Linked DNA regions of Mus musculus: region 1 is linked to region 2. The links are chromatin contacts, called in public promoter capture Hi-C maps. All regions are on one chromosome and are shown on one strand. Each heading gives the region's core, a stretch centred on a gene start, on an enhancer-like site or on the middle of the called end of the contact. The rest is flanking DNA. Distances are from core to core; before and after follow the strand shown.

Region 1 (4,067 bases), core at 1,378-3,877, 680 kb before region 2:
AGGGAAAGGGGTGGGGGTTGGGCCTCATAGAGGGTTTGTGGCTGTTGCCACAACACGGGTAATTAACGTGCCCCCCCCCCCAGAAGGCTCCTATCCAACCCCACCAGGCTTTGGAGTAACCCAGGCTGGGCATTCCAAGGCTGCAGATGGAGCCAGGAAAAACCGGCCCTGCTGGCTCACTCCACAAGCCCCTGCGGGTTCCTGGGGGCAAGGGGGGAAAAAGCGGCAGCTGGCTATTACTCATTGCGTCTCTAGGAAGAGGAGGAGACCAGCAGCAGGGAGCTGAGGCTAGACCTCCTTCATAGCCGGGGAAATGGACCACACCTGCCTGAAGGGTCAAGGCCAGCTGGGGAAGGACTCTGGCGGGCTTGGGCGAGGGCCTGGCTGGGAAGGTGCAGGCCCAGGGTCCACCACAAAGTGGTGCAGACCTCTCCTCCCCCTTCCTCTGGCTAGAGGCGCAGGGCCCTGAGGTGGCTGCCTTTCTGCAAACCGCACAGCCCTTTGAGATCTGCAGCTTCCAACTTCCTCCAGAGACAGGGAAGTTAAGTTACTCACAGCCAGAGGCCGCCTGCCTGCCTGCCAGAGGGACAGCTTAGCCAAGAGCAACCAGAGGCTTCCAAAGGGTCAGGCTGTTTTGGAAGCTTCCCACCACCCCCACCCCATTAAAAACCTACCTGGAGGCATCAGAATCGCCCCAGGCCAGCCCCAAGGTTAGCTTAATGGGGGCCTGACAAGGCCTGATTCCTAGTAATTTTAAAATGTTAACTAACTATATACACCCCCTTTTCAACCGTAACTGGTCAGAATCCTACTAGCTGCCCCCAACAGGTCAGGGCCTGATCTGGCCTCTCTGCCTTCCCGGTTCGGAACCTGCCCTAAGGCAGGCACAACAGAGCCCAAAGCCAGGACAGGCCTCCCACCTCCTTTCCGAAGGCGTGGCTGACCCCGGGTCTCTGGCTGGCTGCTCACCAGCGCCCCCTCCCCCCAAGCCTCCTCCGCTCCAGCTGCCAAACCAGGCGACAAAAGCCAACCTTGTACCAAGCCATCAAGGCGCACACACACACACACACACACACACACACACACACACACACACCCCAGGAGGTGGTCAGGCGTGACCCGGTGGCTGTGAGAAGTGTTGAGCAAGCGGCTTCGGCACAGCGAGCCCCATCGAGGGAGGCTGCCAGCAACCCTGTTCCGGTCCACCCGGTGGGGCGTGACACCCAGCATAGCAGATGACACACGCTGCCAGTCGGAGCCTGTGCCCCGGCCCCCCTCACCTGTGGCGGGGCGACTGAGTGGCTGAGTCAGACACAGCCTGCGCCTCAGGTTCCCCGCCTGCGGGTGGGGGCGGCTGTAAACACAGGCTAAGCAACACTTAAGTAGCCAAGCTTAAGTAACACGGACGCCCAGGGAAGGCTGCTCGCCAGGGGGGCCTTGTCTTCCTCGGGAAGAGGGGGTAAACCAGTCTCAGACTGAGACACTGCCAAGCGGCCAGCCAAGACCTCCTGCCTCTTTGTCCCCCAGTGCTGGGAATCGGCTTAGGCCCGATGCTCCCTCCTAGAGCGAGGCTGCGCCTTTTGTTCCGGTCCTCTTTACAAAAGGATCTTGTATTTTGGTTTGTTTTTTTCCCCCCTTCCATTTGGTGGTCTCGCTTGTTTTCAAACCCCAACCTGTGTGGGCCCCAACCGCGACAGATAAGGCACCGCAGGGGTCTAGTAAGGGTTTAGAGTGCTTTAAATGCATGGAAGACAAAGGCTGGTTTGCACCAAACCGACCCAACTCGAGCTGGCACCCCCACCACGGGTGGCAGGTGCGCGGGGGCGCCCCTTGCTCGCTCCCGGCTCCGATGCCCAGACCTGCGGCCCCAAGCCTGCTCCTCGCAGTCCTATTCGGCCCCCGCCACCTCCCGGCGCTCGGAGAGGCGGGCAGCGGGGAGGGCAGCCCAGCTCCCGCTCCGCCTCCAAGAAGGGAATTTAATTAGCCTGCCGGAGAGGCGGCGGGCGACGAGGTGTCTCTGGTGCTGCAATATAATTGAATCGGCTCCACTCGGGCGGGCCACTCGCCGTCAGCGCGGCCGCGGGGGGCGGGGAGGCGCATCCAGGCGGAGCGGGAAGGGCTGGGCGGGGGGTTCGGAGGCCCCTTGGACTGCCACCCCAGGTAAAGCACCCCCCCCCCCATCCAACCACCTGCCTGGGCGCCCCCGCCCCATCCAAAGTTTTGCTACAACCCCGAGCCCCGGAGCCGCCCCCGCGCACTTCCCCGCGCACTTCCGCGGCAGCAGAGCCGGCTGAGCCCAGCGCGCGCGCGCGCAGCCGCGAGTGTGGCTTCAGGTCGGCCGCGCGCCCCGCGCTTCTCGTCCCTCACACCCGCGGGACCTGGCACCGGCCGTTGGCGCCCCTCCCGAGCCCACAAACTTGGGGAGAGGAAGAACGAGGGAACCCCCGCCACCATCCCCCACCCGCGCGCTCACCTTTCATGCCAGGGCCCCGCTGCTCCACCGCTCCTGACACATGCCGGAGCCACCGTCGCCCGGGTTTGTCTGAACTGCTTATCTCACCCGGGGCTGTGCGGCGGCGGCTCCGCCGCTCGGGGAGGTGGAGCTTCCGGGGCCTGGGCCAAGAAACACCTGCTGCTGTCGCCGCTGAGGACACACCCAAGCGCAACGCCGCCCACTCCCCGGCCCCGGCTCGCTCCCGGCGCCCTGACCTCAGCCGGCGGGAGGTGTCGGGTTTCAGCCGCAAGCGCACGCGCGCGCACCGACAGACCGCCCGGAGCACCCAGCGCGGTCACAACCCGCCGGGTAGGTGCCGCCCCCCGCGCTCCTGGCGACCCTGGCTGTCCGGACAGTCCAGGGGGATCTCTCAGAGGCCTCGCGGGCCACTCATCTCCAAGAGTAGGGAGGAGTGGCTTACAACACGCCTGCCATATCCGAGCCTCATAGCCGCCTCCCCAAGCGCCTGGAACAGTGCCTGGCACCTGGCCACCCACTAAGAGAGGGGAGGGATAGGCCTTTCCTTGTGCTGAGTGGAGGGGACCACACAATATAGGCCGTTGGCCTCTCTCGATCTCCAAGATGCCTGATCTATTACCACAACTTTAAAGGACTTAATGTTAAGAGCTCGGGCCACGAGCCTCTGTCCCAAAGTTTTGCAAAGTCTCCATCTCGCTTTAAGGAATTTTTGAGAAGGCCAAACGGCGGGGGCTCTAGTTCTTTAAAGAGCCCATGTTCGAGAAGTCCACGGAGGCGCCGCTGCGCCAGGGGCATCATTAAGTAGCTGGGGTTGCGGTCAGAGGCGAGGCCGCCGCCTCCAGAAACTGGCACAACCCACCGCGCCACCGGCCCCAGCGCACCGCCTTCCCACTCTTGGCACCCCCACCCACCCTACCTCACCCAGGCACTTCACGGGGATGACTCAGGGAGCGTCCTGAAATTCCTCGGCACCCACAGGCGGCGCGGAGAGGGACTGTGGGCCCCAGCGTCCCCGCCCACAACGCGACCGATCCCTAGAAACACCCCCTTCCCGCCACCCGGGAAGCGCGAGGTTACAGCGCGAGCCAGGCAGCCGGGGACCCTCGGCCGGACCCAGCGCGCAGAGAGCAGCCATCGAGGTGGCAAGGTCGTCGCGAGGTCCCGGGGTCTCCCCCGCCCGGCCTTTCTACACAGCTCTCTTAATGATCCTCCACTTTCAGACTTTCAAGCCCGGAGGCCACCGCACCGGGGGGGTTGGGGGGGGAACCTCAGCGCCGCTGCGGGTCTCAACTTTCCACCGCGGTGCCAGCCCCAAACCTGCCCCGGGACATGCCCGCGCAGTGCTCCGCAGGCGCGCGCTGCCTCCCCCGCCTTCCTCCCTCCCGCGCCAGCCGGGACAGCGCCGGGAGCGAGCGCGGGCGCCAGCACCCCCCGTCCATCTGTTCCCGATGACGCCGGCGGCGGGCAGCGCTCGGGGCCCGCGCCAGCAGAAGCCGCCGATGCCGCGGGGCGGGGGCGCACGCCGGGCCAGTCTTGCACAAGCCCCTGGCCGACCACAAACGACAAGGGAAACGGGCGGGCGAGGGAGGGCGGA
Region 2 (4,429 bases), core at 602-3,101:
CACACCCACCTTTTGATGTTTAATCTAAAGTCTACCTTTTGGCTATGGCAGAGTTTTCGTGACAGTCATCATTGTGGAGTCTGGATTGCAGTGTGGATCCAAGCTAAGGGACTTCCTTGGCTGTCTCAATTCCTCCCACACATGGGAGGGTAATGACAACGGTCCTACTTTATAGATGAGGACATTTCACATTGTCATAACACTAGTTAATGACACCAAACCTGGGCCCTTCACCTCTGCAGGAGACAAGGCCCAGATATGACCAGTGTTACACTTTCAGGTTCTCAGGAGGAAGTGGAGGGTGAGAGACAGTTGTGATTAATGAGTACCAACTCTGTTCTGGGCGTCATCCCCGGGGGCTTCTACGAGCCTTCATTAATTTTCTCCCATTTAACTCCACGAGACTATCCCCATCCTGTCCTTGATTCACAACTCAAGAGGTCACAACGGTGTGTGTGTGTGTGTGTGTGTGTGTGTGTGTGTAAAACAGCCCAGCCCACACAGCATCCAACAGTCGGAGGATGTTCAGGGCCTCCGGTTCCTCTGCGCCCACAGCTGTACTGTCTGGTCATAGGAGGGAGGAATCCACAAGGAGAAACCTCCCCTGAGGTCTGTGCTCTCACACAAACACGAGCAATACTGCTGTGCTGACCTTTCTGATCAAATCTATAGACCTGACACACGATGTCCCATAGTCTTTTAACTATGAGGCAGGCTTTGGAGGACTTGGAAGTCTAGGCGGACACTGGCAGGGGACACCCAGTTAGGAATAAACCTGTTGGGCTAAATTCAGAGAAATTCTGCTTATCCCTCTATCTTCTGGGGTGGGAGCTAACACCTGCAAGTCCCCTACTTACAACTCCCAAAGCCTCCCTCCTCCCAAAAGCCCCTCTCTTTCTAGAAGGCTGGAAAGTGCAGCCTCTCGCTTGTTTCATTAACAGCCCGTGGAGAAGAGTCTGTCTTTTCCTGTCTCAATTCTTTACCCCCTTTTCCTTATAAAACCAACATGGGCTGGAGCTACAAGACAAATTCCCCCCCCCTCCCAGTTCTGCTGAACCCACACGAAGAATCATTTTGTTTCCTACTGAACAAAGAGTCTCTGCTAAAGATAAGTCAGCTGGTTCTGAGATAAATGGGGAGAGCGAGGGGGCTCCAGTGTTCCCATGGAGGAAGAAGTCCGGACATTCCATCCTGTTCCGCTCTCTCTGGGAAAGAAGACACAACTGAATCTTTTCCAGAAAACTAGTAACTTTGTGACTAAGCTGTATCCAGGCAGGAACTCTCCCAGCTGCTGGGGGCCCAGAGAGAAAGGTACCAATCAGCATCTAATTACTGCATACCCCTGATTCTCCCGGTTCACCTTGGCGGTGTGAGAATGGGCACCACTGTTCCCACAGGGCTAAAATCGCACCGTGGGTGGGCAGGTGGCCGAGGGGCCCACCCAAGGTCACAGACAGGAAAACATAGATACCCTCTCTGCCCATCTACTTAGGGCGGCCAGCCAGGTCTCTAGTTCCTCACTGTCTGGAAGCTTTCTTTTCTAGGCCAAGGAATCTAGAGAGAGTTCTCCAGTGCCAGGCTCGCCTTAGTCTCCCGGACCATGTCTGTGGCGCCTAGCTGCGTGCAAGCAGGTGTGGTGAAGGTGCAGAGCCAGAGCCCCCCCACCCGGGATCCCCGGGAGCCAGCACGGAGCCCAGGCGGCACTCACCGTCCCGCGTCCCGCCCCGAAGGTGCTGAGGCGCCGAGGGAGGCGTGGGCCGCACCTGTGCACCCGCGAGCCCGGATCGCGCCCGCTTGCGAGCCGCTACCAGAGCAGCGCACACTGCGGGGCTACCGGGCCCGCCCGAAGCGCAGCCATCCCTCTGCAAGGAAGTGCGAGCCTACACTGTCAATGGCGGCTGGGGGGCGGGGCCGGCAGGCGGGCGAAAGGCGGGGTCTGCAGGATAAGGGGCGGAGCCTCGCCTGAGGGGCAGGCCTGTGAAGGCGGAGTGCAGCTTCAGAGGCGGGGCCTGAGGAGGCGGGAGGCAGGAGGTGTAGCCTTAGGGGCGGGGTCTGTGGATGGGAAGGAGCTGAGCTGGTCAAGATCTGTAAGAGACACCCAGGGTCCCTTACTATTGATGGTGCCTGGCTGTCCCCTAAGTAGGTCAGGCATGCGCCGCAGAAGCTTGCTGGCGCCCACGTCCCAGGCTCCAGGATATGAGGTGGCTCCGTGGGACAAACCTCAGGGTGGGTCGGGAACTCCGGGAAGGCTGTATCCTCCTCATCTTCCCTTGGCTTCTGCTCACTGATTCTGTCAAGAGGCCTTTGTTGACTACTCTGCTAACAGCCACACCCCCTACACTCTGGCCCGCTTTCTGCTTTCTCCATACCTTTATCCCAGTCTATTATTATTACTTGCCCCCCCCCCCCCAAGCTCAGGAGATTAAACCCAGAGCCTCAACCACCACTCCCCTCAACTTTGACCAAGTCGATTCAAAATATTTTAAATAATTCTTTCCTTTTTCTTCCCTCCCTCTCCTCTGCCTGTCTGTTTCTCTGTCTCTGTCTCACTCTCTCGTTCTCTCACTCTCTAGAGCTTTTGCGGCTCTCTTTTTCTCTGTCTCTTTCTTCTCCACTCGAAGCTGTCCAACAAACGTTACAATCCTTGCTGGGCTTTTATGGCAGGTACATACCCTCTCAGTAAACATCTGTTGATCTTAGATCATTGTTAATTCATCTAATAGTTATCAAACGTCACTCATAGCCTGGAAGAACCTTGAAGAGGTTCCTCTACGTGAAAGAATCTAGACACGAAGGACACTCCCAGCTGCATTTGGTGGCACACAGCTGTCATCTCAGCTCTTGGGAGGCTGAAGCAGGAAGATAAAGAGTTCAAGGCCAGCCTGGGCTTCACAGAGAGACGTCTCAGAAAAGCAAACCACTTGAAAACGAAATGCATAAGTAAAACGTTCAAACAGGAAAGCGGGAGAGCCAAGAAGCATGGTAGAGGATGCCAGGGGTGAGGGGGTTGGGACCGTTAACAAAGGAAAATTAGGGACTTTTGGGGGAAGATGATAAAAAAGTTTTGAAATGAGAATATTGTTAGTTGTATACCATGAGAGTATACATTTATGCCTATTATCTATTAAATTTACCTAGAATTTTTAAGAATTTTAAGGTAGATTAAACAGTTCTACTGTTGCTTCAGCTTATTGTCATAGACAGCCTAACATAAGCTATTTTAATAACGTGTACCTTCATATTAGTACCTGAGGTGTTGGGTTTGGAAAGCCAAACTAGAAGATGCACAGCCCTGAGGTGGGGGGCTGTAGTTAAGCCTTGGACCAACCTGGGAATCCACAGGTGACCTTGACCTGTAAAGCTAGCCTGGCCTCCTCCTGTCTCCCTAGGAACGTGGGGTGAACTGATCCCACTTGCTGCCTTTCCATAGCATTCATTCTGTTTCAGTTACAAAAGCAGTGAATGATGGCAAACCACACTGGATTGCACCTGCAATCCTAGCACTCAGGAGGCAGAGGCAGGCGGATCACCATAAATCTGAGGTAGGGCCTTGCTTTGTGGCCAGGGTTGGCTGGAATTCTTGGTCCTCCTGTCTCAGCCTCCTAAAGTCTGGGATTATATCATCTCTAAACAACAACAACAACAATAACAGCAATACTAATAATAATGCCATTGCTGGTTATGATGTGCGGGTTACAACCCTGCACCTTACTATGCCCTAAACATTGCTTTAAGCTCTGCCCACACAGGAAATCTTTCCATCTCCTTGACCCTGGGAGGAAGCCACTCTTCCGTTCCTGTTTACAGATTCTCGGAAAGTGAGGCCGGGAGAAGGAAAGTCCCTGAGATATCTCACCTCTCAGAAGCTGATCTCTGGGGCTGGAGAGGTGGCTCGGCGATTTAGAGCACTGACTGCTCTTCCAGAGGTCCTGAGTCCCAGCAACCACACAGTGGCTCACAACTATCTGTAATGGGATCTGACGCCCTCTTCTGGTGTGTCTGAAGACATCAACAGTGCACTCATACATAAAATAGAAATAAAACTTAAAAAGAAAAAAAGAAGAAGAAGAAGAAGAAGAAGAAGAAGAAGAAGAAGAAGAAGAAGAAGAAGAAGAAGAAGAAGAAGAAGAAGAAGAAGAGGAAGAAGAAGAAGCAGCAGCAGCTGATCTCTGATGCTAGGCAGTCAACCTCTAGAGCTTGCAGCCTAGCCTGGCCCTTGCTACCAACAGTACATCATAGTGACACATCCTCTTCACAGAAAACAGAGAGGACCAAGGAGGGGGAAACATCAGCTACCAAAAGGGAACAGCTGTGGACATTTGAGGACACATGGCCCACCATGTATGGTGGTGTTCACCTTTAAGCCCAGCACTTTGGGAGGGACAGGCAAGGTTATTGCTGTGAGTTTAAGGCCAGCCTCGTCTATATA

Evidence for each region. Promoter capture Hi-C pulls out the DNA fragments that hold promoters and counts their contacts.
Region 1: a contact with region 2 is called in a promoter capture Hi-C map of liver, with 3 times the contacts expected there. The contact joins the promoter of Gse1 here to the promoter of Klhl36 in region 2. A contact is called at or near these places in 2 of 39 promoter capture datasets (both in liver) and 1 of 115 datasets of contacts at active chromatin or transcription factors (pancreatic cancer cells).

The regions. Positions count from the first base shown.
Region 1 is chr8:120,535,969-120,540,035 of GRCm38.p6, reverse strand. It overlaps Gse1 (genetic suppressor element 1, coiled-coil protein), which reads right to left and starts at 2,627. Exons shown (of 16, transcript NM_001145896.1): 1 at 2,474-2,627. The coding sequence starts at 2,480. 1700016A09Rik (RIKEN cDNA 1700016A09 gene) reads left to right here and starts at 2,310. Exons shown (of 1, transcript NR_151732.1): 1 at 2,310-3,144. It overlaps Mir7687 (microRNA 7687), which reads right to left and starts at 1,340; the gene lies at 1,282-1,340.
Region 2 is chr8:119,859,727-119,864,155 of GRCm38.p6, reverse strand. Klhl36 (kelch-like 36) reads right to left here and starts at 1,851. Exons shown (of 5, transcript NM_146219.1): 1 at 1,709-1,851.